Regions from separate parts of the Mus musculus genome. Here region 1 is linked to region 2. The links are chromatin contacts, called in public HiChIP or PLAC-seq maps. All regions are on one chromosome and are shown on one strand. Each heading gives the region's core, a stretch centred on a gene start, on an enhancer-like site or on the middle of the called end of the contact. The rest is flanking DNA. Distances are from core to core; before and after follow the strand shown.

The links. HiChIP or PLAC-seq counts read pairs in DNA pulled down with a chosen protein or histone mark.
Region 1: an H3K27ac HiChIP or PLAC-seq map of the HPC-7 cell line shows a contact between it and region 2, with 6 times the contacts expected there. The contact joins two enhancer-like sites. A contact is called at or near these places in 1 of 39 promoter capture datasets (embryonic stem cells), 7 of 484 Hi-C or Micro-C datasets (the AML12 cell line, the P5424 cell line, cortical neurons and 3 more), 6 of 115 datasets of contacts at active chromatin or transcription factors (the HPC-7 cell line, acute myeloid leukemia and embryonic stem cells) and 1 of 9 other capture datasets (embryonic stem cells).

Annotation. Positions count from the first base shown.
Region 1 is chr16:94,031,176-94,035,677 of GRCm38.p6, reverse strand. Gm31175 (a long non-coding RNA gene) reads left to right here. Exons shown (of 6, transcript XR_876272.2): 6 at 2,028-4,045. Among named protein-coding and RNA genes, the nearest start is that of 2410003I16Rik, 23 kb to the right of the region's middle. Within about 2 kb of position 3,232, at least 6 of the 459 cell types and tissues checked have an H3K27ac peak or open chromatin away from gene starts, as enhancers often do. A contact at or near this core is called in the HPC-7 cell line, where this site is marked.
Region 2 is chr16:93,955,177-93,959,679 of GRCm38.p6, reverse strand. It overlaps Gm31012 (a long non-coding RNA gene), which reads right to left. Exons shown (of 2, transcript XR_385072.3): 2 at 1,958-2,841. It also overlaps a transcript of Cldn14 not described here. Among named protein-coding and RNA genes, the nearest start is that of Cldn14, 28 kb to the right of the region's middle. Within about 2 kb of position 2,064, at least 26 of the 459 cell types and tissues checked have an H3K27ac peak or open chromatin away from gene starts, as enhancers often do. A contact at or near this core is called in the HPC-7 cell line, where this site is marked.

The DNA.
Region 1 (4,502 bases), core at 1,983-4,482, 75 kb before region 2:
CCCCTGTATACCACAAATTCTTGAGTAGAAGCAGTCTTTGGGTAGCCTATCCATACTGATCATACTAGGAACTACTGGGTTCTGCAGGGTATCTGGCCTACAAGGGACTTGGGAAGAGGAGGGCAGATAGGTGTAAATTACTTGAACAAACAGAGCAATTAGACTCCCCTTGTTCAAGAGATGGGCAGTAGAACTACCCTGCATCTCTCTTTGAATCAGAGTCTCATGTAACCCAGGCTGGCCTTAAACTTGCTATGTAGCTGAAGACAACCTTGACCTTCTGATCTTCCTGCCTCTCTGGGTGCTGGCATTACAATTGTTTACTAATGCGACTGGTTTAAGAGGTGTCGGGGATTGAACCCAGGGCTTCATACACTGTAGGCAAGCATTCTGCCAACTGAGCTGCATCCCCAGCCTTTGCCTCTCTCCCTCCTCCCCTCTCTCCTTCCCTTCTTTCTTTCCTTCTTTCTTTATTTTCCCTGCTGGATTTGGGTGTCAGCTCCTTGCTCCTTCTAGGCTGATGCTCTGCCTCTGAATGTGTCCTAGCTCAGAAATCTATTTTGCTTTCACATAAAGAGCAGCTTTTCATAACTCTGTCTCCCTCCCTGGCACAGATTCTGTCCCAGGGTCTGCTCTGTAGGACTAAGGTTCAGGGAGACTGGGTAGATGACATGCAGGCTCTTCTCAGAGCCACCTACTCGGGAGACAGGAAGGGGACAGTCTTCCTGGACTTGGCTTTTTTTTTTTTTTTTAATCTCCCTTCCATCTGGTCAGAAACCTTTGATAAAAGGAGACAAGTGTGGTTCAGTTTTATTTTGAGCCATTTGACTAGGGTCTGACTTCTTAGAGGGTTTATGGAAATACAAAAAAAATCATATAAAGCTTATTTTAATTTCACATATGTTACAAATCAAAGGAACCATTGTGCAAAACGGTATGCCAGTGACCTGAGATGGTCTGATATCTGAAGCCATTTCCAGAACAGATTCACAGCTCCAGACAGAGACTATGTAGGTTCCCTAAGATGCCCTGAGTGAAGAGGCGTGTAGTCATGACACACCAAAGCCCAGGCTTTTGTTTTGTAAGACATTTTTACTGTGGAGGCAGGAGCTGTGGCATTTGTTGTTTTTTATTAAAGAGAAAAAGGCCGTTGCACTAGAAAGGAAAAGAAAACATTTTCCAGATACCCCGTGATTCATCCACCAATGGCTTTATGAAGATCTGTTCCGTGACATTTATTGCATTTTTGGCGAAAACTGAAAAGAAATGAAAACGGAAAAAAATGGTCAAAATTAATGATGGCCCCGCACAGTCACATGACTGTCCTAAAAGGGAAAGCTCGTCCATGTCTAAGCTGGGAAGAATTTATAGGCAGGCTATGTTATTTTAAAGCATTCCTCACAGCAACATCAAACTCAAATTTCATATCTCCGGGGGCAAATTGGAGTCCATTTGATGAGTGGCATCACGTTGCTGTTCCCCACAGTGTTTTGTCAGGAACTCTCTTCCCCCTCCAGCAGGGTCCATGAGGCTTAGAGCGAAAAGATGGGACGTTGTACCTTCTTCTGACTTGGAAAACCGCACACTCCACAGGGAGAATCAAGTCTCTGGCATGTGTTAAAACTGCCCTGCCTGCCCATTAGCATCTGGGAAGACATCTTAGACAATATCTTGGAAGCTCAGGCTTAGGACTAAGAACCAGGAGAGATGGCTAAGGAATGTGGTGCAGGCGCTGATACTCCAACCTCATGCTTTACAGCCAGCAGGCAAGCCACATTGCTACTCAGTGCCTCAGTTTCCCCAGGTTATCACACGACTGGAGATGCCTTGCCTGTAGTCATTAAGGTTGGTATCATGATCATTCATACCCATAATTCCCTGTTAAAGAATGATACATTTCCATCCCATTGACCATGGTTGGCCGTGAGGCAGGCTACACCTGAGGGCGTGGAGCTTACGTCGGGGGAATGCCTACTCTCTAACCAAGAAACGTTATGTGAGTGCACTCCTCTCTCGATGTTTTGCAGGGCATGGTTGCTTCATTGGTTGAGATCTCAGATGGGAAGATGTGAGACACAGAGCAGCAATGTAACCCAGTAACAGAAATGCATTTGCCCCTGTGGTCACAGAGAACATGGGGTTCTCTGCTACGTTAGACATCCCGACTGATCCGCCAGCTCAGAGCCCTCCTGTTCTGATATTTCCACATTGTGAATTGCCTCTGCTCCTGCCCTGAGTGGTCCCAGCTGGTTTCCCCATCTTTGCCAGCCTTCTGCCCTGACTTCTTTTATCAAGGTCTCCAGAGCAAAGGACTTTGACTCCCTACGAGGGAGGGCGGATACAACTAACAACCCAAACATGATTCTGAAGCTATCTGTGAAGTACATCGATGCTGGAGCCCAGAGTCTGGTGGTCTGGAGGCCTAAGAGGACCGCTAGGAAAGAGCTTATTTAGAGACAGGCTCCAGTGGTCATTACAGTTTTACATTACATTCTACTGTAGTGTTCTGGAACTCTCCAGGATGAAGATGGTGATACTTCAAGGATTCTTGGGTATCCTGCAGTGACAGGGGTAGGCTCAGGAAAGCATGCATGCGCTGTGACTAAGGTGGGACATTTACGCTCAGTTAAGTCCAACCAATAATAGCAAACATGGTGACAGTGGTCTGTACAAACTTCTCTGCAAGCCAGTCTTCATCTACCACTCAACTACTCAAGAGGCTGCAGCAGAAAGATCACCTGAGCCCAGGAATTCCAGGCCAGCCTGAGCAACGTGATGAGACCCTGTGTCCTAAAACAAAACCATGTTAAGTCTCAGTGAGTCTGTGATGAGGAGGTTCTTCAAGAGTGTAGATCTGTGAACTCTGGAGGCTTGTTTCTACCACCATGATGCTGGAGATGACCTGCAGGGTTTCACCATGGAAGCCATCTTCAGTCTACCCAATGCCTTGGAGGGTAAAGGAAAGATCTATCTCATGGGCCCAACCTTTAGGGATTACAGCATGACATTGTCATCTACTGTTTACACTTGAGATCTGTACAATCAGGTTACACTATAAGAATCACACACAGAGAGATCTCATGTCTTAACGATATTGACAATTTTATGTTGGGCCTCATCTGTAGTTTTTCAGGGCATCTGGTCAGACATGCTTGGAACTGTAAGAGTGGGGGGCTGTGGGGTGCGACTTGGAGGCAGTTTGTTAGGCCTTCATACATTCGTGTGTCTGTGCATCTGATAACAAATAGCTACTTCCTTTTTATATTTTTGGTTGTGAGCTTAACCTATAACAGCTTAGTCATCTCTCCAGCCTACTTCTTTTTTAAAAACACAAGAGGGTCCCATTCTCGGGGGACGAAGACCCCTTCTAGCCACAGCACCTGCTTGCTTTCTTTGCTTTGAGTGACTTTGGGCCTCCTGGCCTGTTGCCACTTGCATGGTTTTTCCTTTGATATTGGGCTGAAACCCACATGAAGCCTCTTTTGGGAGGTTGGCAGCTCACTCACAGCACTTTCCAGAGAAAAATGTTCACAGTGGCACAAACACATTGACTCCAGCGGTCAGTCACTGAGTCTCGGGATATCAAGAGGGAGCGAGTATTTAGGGTACTGGCAGTCATAAGCGAGCTATCCACGCTCTGAGTCTTTCTCAGTGCCCTCAGCAGCAGAGATCACGGTGGTCGCCTGCTGCCGCGTCGGTGTGCGGTGCCCAGAGGTTCACAGAGGACAAACAAGAACTGGGTCACCTCTTCCAGCACCTTCTCCCTGCCCTGCCCTTTCCCTGTTGATCCCATTTCATTTAGTTCCTTTTTCAAGACTGCTCAGTCTGACCCAGAGCATCTTGCTACCCAGGCACACTGCCAGTCTCCCTTCTTCCTCTGAAGTCTGTGATCGGGAGCATATTATTTGATTTTATGTTATATTATTATTATTAGAATGCCCCCTGCCAAAGCCATGCTGAAACTGGACTGGCATCATGACAGTATGAAGAAGTGAGACTTGGGGTTGGAGAGATGGCTCTGCAGTTAGGAGCACCAGATAGTACTCTAGAGGACCAGGGTTCAATTCCCAGCACCCACGTAGCAGCTTACAGCTATAACTCCAGTTTCAGGGGTCCATGGAACCAGGCATGTATGTGGTACACATGCAAATGCATGTGGGCAAATAAAGTAAACACAAATAAAATAAATCTTTAAAAAAAAAAAAGAGTGAGGCTTTAAGAAGGAGTGGACCAGGAGGGCTCTGCTGTCATCCAGTATGGACTGTCAGGGTCACAGAGATGCATGTCCTCACAGGATGTCCCGATGGGAAGCGGGAGCTTCGTCTGCTTCTGGTCTCACACTCCTTCTCTGGCAATGGATGTCCTCCACATTATGACACAGCAAGATGGCCACAGGAGATCCAGAACTTCATTTTGGAGTTTATGAAACACTAGATGTGTTATAAATTCATTTGCTTTATAAACCACCTAACTTGGAATATTTTGTCACAGGAACAGAAAAA
Region 2 (4,503 bases), core at 815-3,314:
TAACCACTGAACCATCTCTCCAGTCCTCACGCTATTTGTTTCTAACTAGAAAACACAAATGGAGTTAAAGGAGAATAGTGCAGGCAGTCTTCCGCAGTGGTTATCGTCTCCGAGGTGACCCAGGTGGCTGAGGAAAGTTGCTACAGAAAGGGCCCAGGCACATGTAGAGTTTGACTTTTTCACCTGAGGGAAGAAACTCGGCCAGCTGTTCACTTTCTGCGTGTCAGGAAGCCCCATCACACAGAGTTTTGATGGAGAAAGAGCATTTTAGATGCAGAAAACCTTCTGTGTGCAGAGATACCTCCTTTCAAACATGATTAGTCTGTCTTGTCTGTAGCTTTCTGTTCAAATTATTTGTGATTCTACTAAGGAAAAACATTTCTTTGTAGCCACAACAGTCGTCTGAGCGGATGCAAATGAGCGTGTGAAGGGTTGAATTACCAACAGGGGACACTCCGGGCAGATCATCCTGGGTGCTGTCTGTCCTAGCTGGGTGAGTGCAAAGGACAGAGAGCCAAGCAAGGCTGCCATTTACTCTGTCTTTGGTAGAGATGGGAAGAAGACACAGAAGCCATTCCCAGAATCTTCTAGAAGTAATTTCTTAGAACCTTCTGGTCCACTCTGAGAGCTTCCCACAGCTTCTGGAGTGTCCCGCTACCTTGTAACATAGGCGTTGTTTCACTGAACAGATTTGTAAGTAGGCAGCATGGAACCTTGGGAAAATCACATCTCCAGGACAAGGGCAGATGCCTCTGTGGGGGTGAAGCCTACGAGAGACCCCAGTTCCTCTAGGCTGGCTGCCTGACGAAGGGACCATATGAACAGCTTCTTAGCTCTGTTCTCCTGTGAGAACAGAGTAAGCAGAGACCTGCACCCCATGTTGCCTTTTGTCTGAGAAGGGAATGTCGGGGGGGGGGGGGAGGGAACTTTCCAGAAAGAAGGGTTTCTTGGCTCTTGGCTTCTGGAGTCACAGAGATTCACAGCTTGGAGTCAGAGGGAAGGGTCAAATTGTGCCAATCAGTGGAGCTTGGCTCCGAGTTCTGCTATACCAAACCTAACGGTCATAAAGCGCTGGCCCCACAGACTAGCCATGACCAGTGGTGGACATCATTCTCTTACACGCCACCCTGCACAAGGTAAGGGTGCGTCAGCTTCAAATGTTTGTCTTTAATAATATAGAAATTATTAATTAATATAATAATTAGTCACTTGTCTCTAATAATAAAGATAGCAATTAGATAATTAAAAGCTAGTCACATACAAGGCTCTGGTCAGAAGGGAACTAGAAAAACACAGAGTCAAACACTTCAGGGTATTAGCCACCGCTTTTAAGAGTAACGCTTCTTGGGACTGGAGAGCAACACTCAAGACTCTGCACTGCTTCTGCAGAGGGACCTGGATTTGTCTCCAGTCGCGGGTGGCTTACAGCTGCCTGTAACTCCAGCTCCAGGGCCCCATGGCCTCTTCTTGTCTCTGCGGTATTCCTCCCGTGTGTGCATCCACCCACGAAGACACACAAACACACGGCTTTTTAAAAATTAACTTTAAAAAAAAATCTAAAACTAAAAAGTAAAGAATTCTAAAAGAACTAGACAATTGGGTCCATGTGGAAGAGAAAACTGGGCCTTTAGAGACAGAACAGAACCAATGTCCACCACCAATGTCTCGTTTCTGCACCAGAGCATCAGGAAAAGGAACACCCGGGAGAAGTAATCACAAACAGGGCGTCCAAGGACAACTATTCTTAAAACTGAGCTCTGGTGTCTTAAGCAGACAAGCTTACTTTTCCTGAGCAATAGAAGAATAAGCAACAAGAAAAAGGGAAAGAAAAAGGAATTAGGACATTAAATGTAAACGCCGTGGTGGATGCCTGAAGAGTGCCGATCCCCCTCCCAGCCAAACACTGTGACCGGCTGTCTCTTCTGTTTTCTCCCCAGAGAATTAAGAAACGACTGTATGATAATTCATTTGCCTTTAGCACAGGAACCACAAGGATATAACCACATATTACTCAAAAATGGGGAGTTCATGTCACATTATTTTCCGTTGGTGAGTAATGGACGGGAAACGGGAAATGTCACTAGAAGGCTGGCCGGCCATCTGGTGGGAGCTTTCCTGTGACCACGGCAGCTGATCAGTGTGGAAAGACTACAGCAGCGGGGTCTCAAGCTGTTAGGCTTCTCCAGGGAACTTGGGTTCATGCATGGAAGGCAGGCAATAAAGTCCAATTATTCTGGATGCGGCTGCAAAAGGCGTATGAAAATTATCTCACGCAGGGCAACGCTGCCGCTAAGTGTTTTTTAAAACAGCCATCAGTCATCCCAGGTAACGGAATCAAACAAGCCAATCCATCTCAGAGGAATGGCTCATTAATCAAAAGGTGGTGGTGAGATGCTGGCAATCTTTCATTGTTCCACGTGTGATATTTTAAATCCGACGTGCTGACAGGATGGTTGGTGGGTAGGAAATTATCACACCCAAGGAGGACTGCCAAACTCCACAGTGCCAGACCACTTGTGGGTCATCATTTATCACGGATCCCTGGTTTGCCCTGCTGAGGCGTTGGAGTCTTACCCAGTAGACATGGAGCCTGTAGTTGAAAACTTGACAGTGCTATAGACTCTTACTATTGAGTAATTGAAACTTTGGGGGAACCGTGAGGGCCCCTGGGGGCCTCAGAGCAGAGTCTTGACCATGGCTTCCCTAGACTCCAGAGGTCCTGATGCTCACAGCTGGGTCAGGGCAGGGCAGGGCAGGTCTATGAGGATGCGATTTCTTCTCAGCCCTCAGAGTTGCCGCTTCAGGAGCGCAGTAAGACTCTGCTACTTAGCTTGGGAAAGCCTGCAGAAAAGATTAATCACAACAGAAAGAAATTCTTCTGGTGTATGATTGAGCTAACTTCATGAGCGTCGAGTGCTAGCGGTTGCCTTGTGGGGCTTGACGTTTATTTAAATTGAGCATGCTTTTAAAAACAGTAATAACTAAGGGCTTCATCGGGTTCCGTTTGTCTCTACCTCAGTACAGATGAAACCCTCCACGGTCCTGCTGGGCTTTGTCTTGTGGGCTAATAAAGTCCACAGACTTTCCTAGGCTTAGTTTTGCCTAGAGGGAGGCGCCATGTGAAGAATTGAGTAAAAAGGGGAGATAGCTCAGCTGGGGAGATGGCTTACCCAGTGAGGTGCACAAACAGGGGACCCTGAGTTCAGTCCTTAGCAGGCATGGAAACACCAGGCTCCATGGCACAGAGCGTGTTCATAATACCAGGCCTGAGTGAGGGGCCTGGTAGGTCCCCAGAGCTCACTGCCTTCCCCCAATCAATGAGGTCCCGGTATAATGAGGCCCTGTCTCCAAAACTGAGATGGAAAGTGACTGAAGAAGTCACCTCTGGCCTCTGGCAGGCATGAACATGTACAGATGCATACAGGTCACACAATAATAGTAACAGCAATAATGAACTACGGGGACTGAAAGCTCCTGTTGGAGGGAAGTGAATTGGTGACTATGATGAGAGTTCATAGTGATTTAGTAGTTCGTTACTCTCCTAGATGTCAATGAAGGGTTTGGCTTTTGCTCTAAATGGATACTTTTAATTTGCCAACTAAAATTATTAAAAATATAACTTTTTTCTTTAAAAAAAAAAAGAAATCTACTTTCTTGTATAAGAGTGTAAGCACTTGTCAGTGCGCATGTACACATGTGTAGGCAGGTGTGAGTACACATGTGTATATGTGTGTGCAGGTGCCACAGAGGCCTAAAGAGTGCTTAGAACTAGGGTTACAGGGGTCTTACATGGATGCTGGGATTTGAACTCTGATCCTCAAGACTGAGTGAGCAGCCAGTGTTCTTAACCACTGAACTATTTCTTCAGCCTCAGAGCCATCATCAGCTCTCAACAGTCCTGTTTCTCCTTAATAAGAACATCTTGAGGTTGAATGGTTAAAACGCACCCAACTTCTACATAGGTCAGCTCTGAGCATCATTCAGAGCCTTGAGTTCCATCTAGTGCACTGGGTGTGGTGGGAATATCTGCAATCTCAGCATGTTCAAGGTCATTCTCAGCTGTACGGTGTGCTTGAGGCAAGCCTGAGTCACAAGAGACTCCATCTCAAACACAAACAACAAACAAATAAAAAGATACCACAGTCAGCCACCAGCAGACAAGAGAATGCGGGGTCCCCAGTAGTTCTTTGCTACCGTTCCCAAGACAGGCTTTCTGTGTGGAGGGCAGTGGTGTGGCTGGTGAAGGCAGACACCGATGGTCTCTTTTTTCACTCAGAGGGCATTTGCTGTAGGCACCCCACACATGTGCCCCACCTGTGGTAGCACACCCTGCCCTCCCTAGGCTGTGGTTTGCCAGCTCTGGAAGTCAACATTTGAAGTCTCTGCCAAATTTCCAAAAAGTCCCATCTGGCCCCTCTCACCCTCCCAGCCCTGTGTCCCACTCTGTCACCAGCCCTCCTGTCCCCATCTGATTTGCTCAGTGTTTTCTGAGCAGTCACTCCA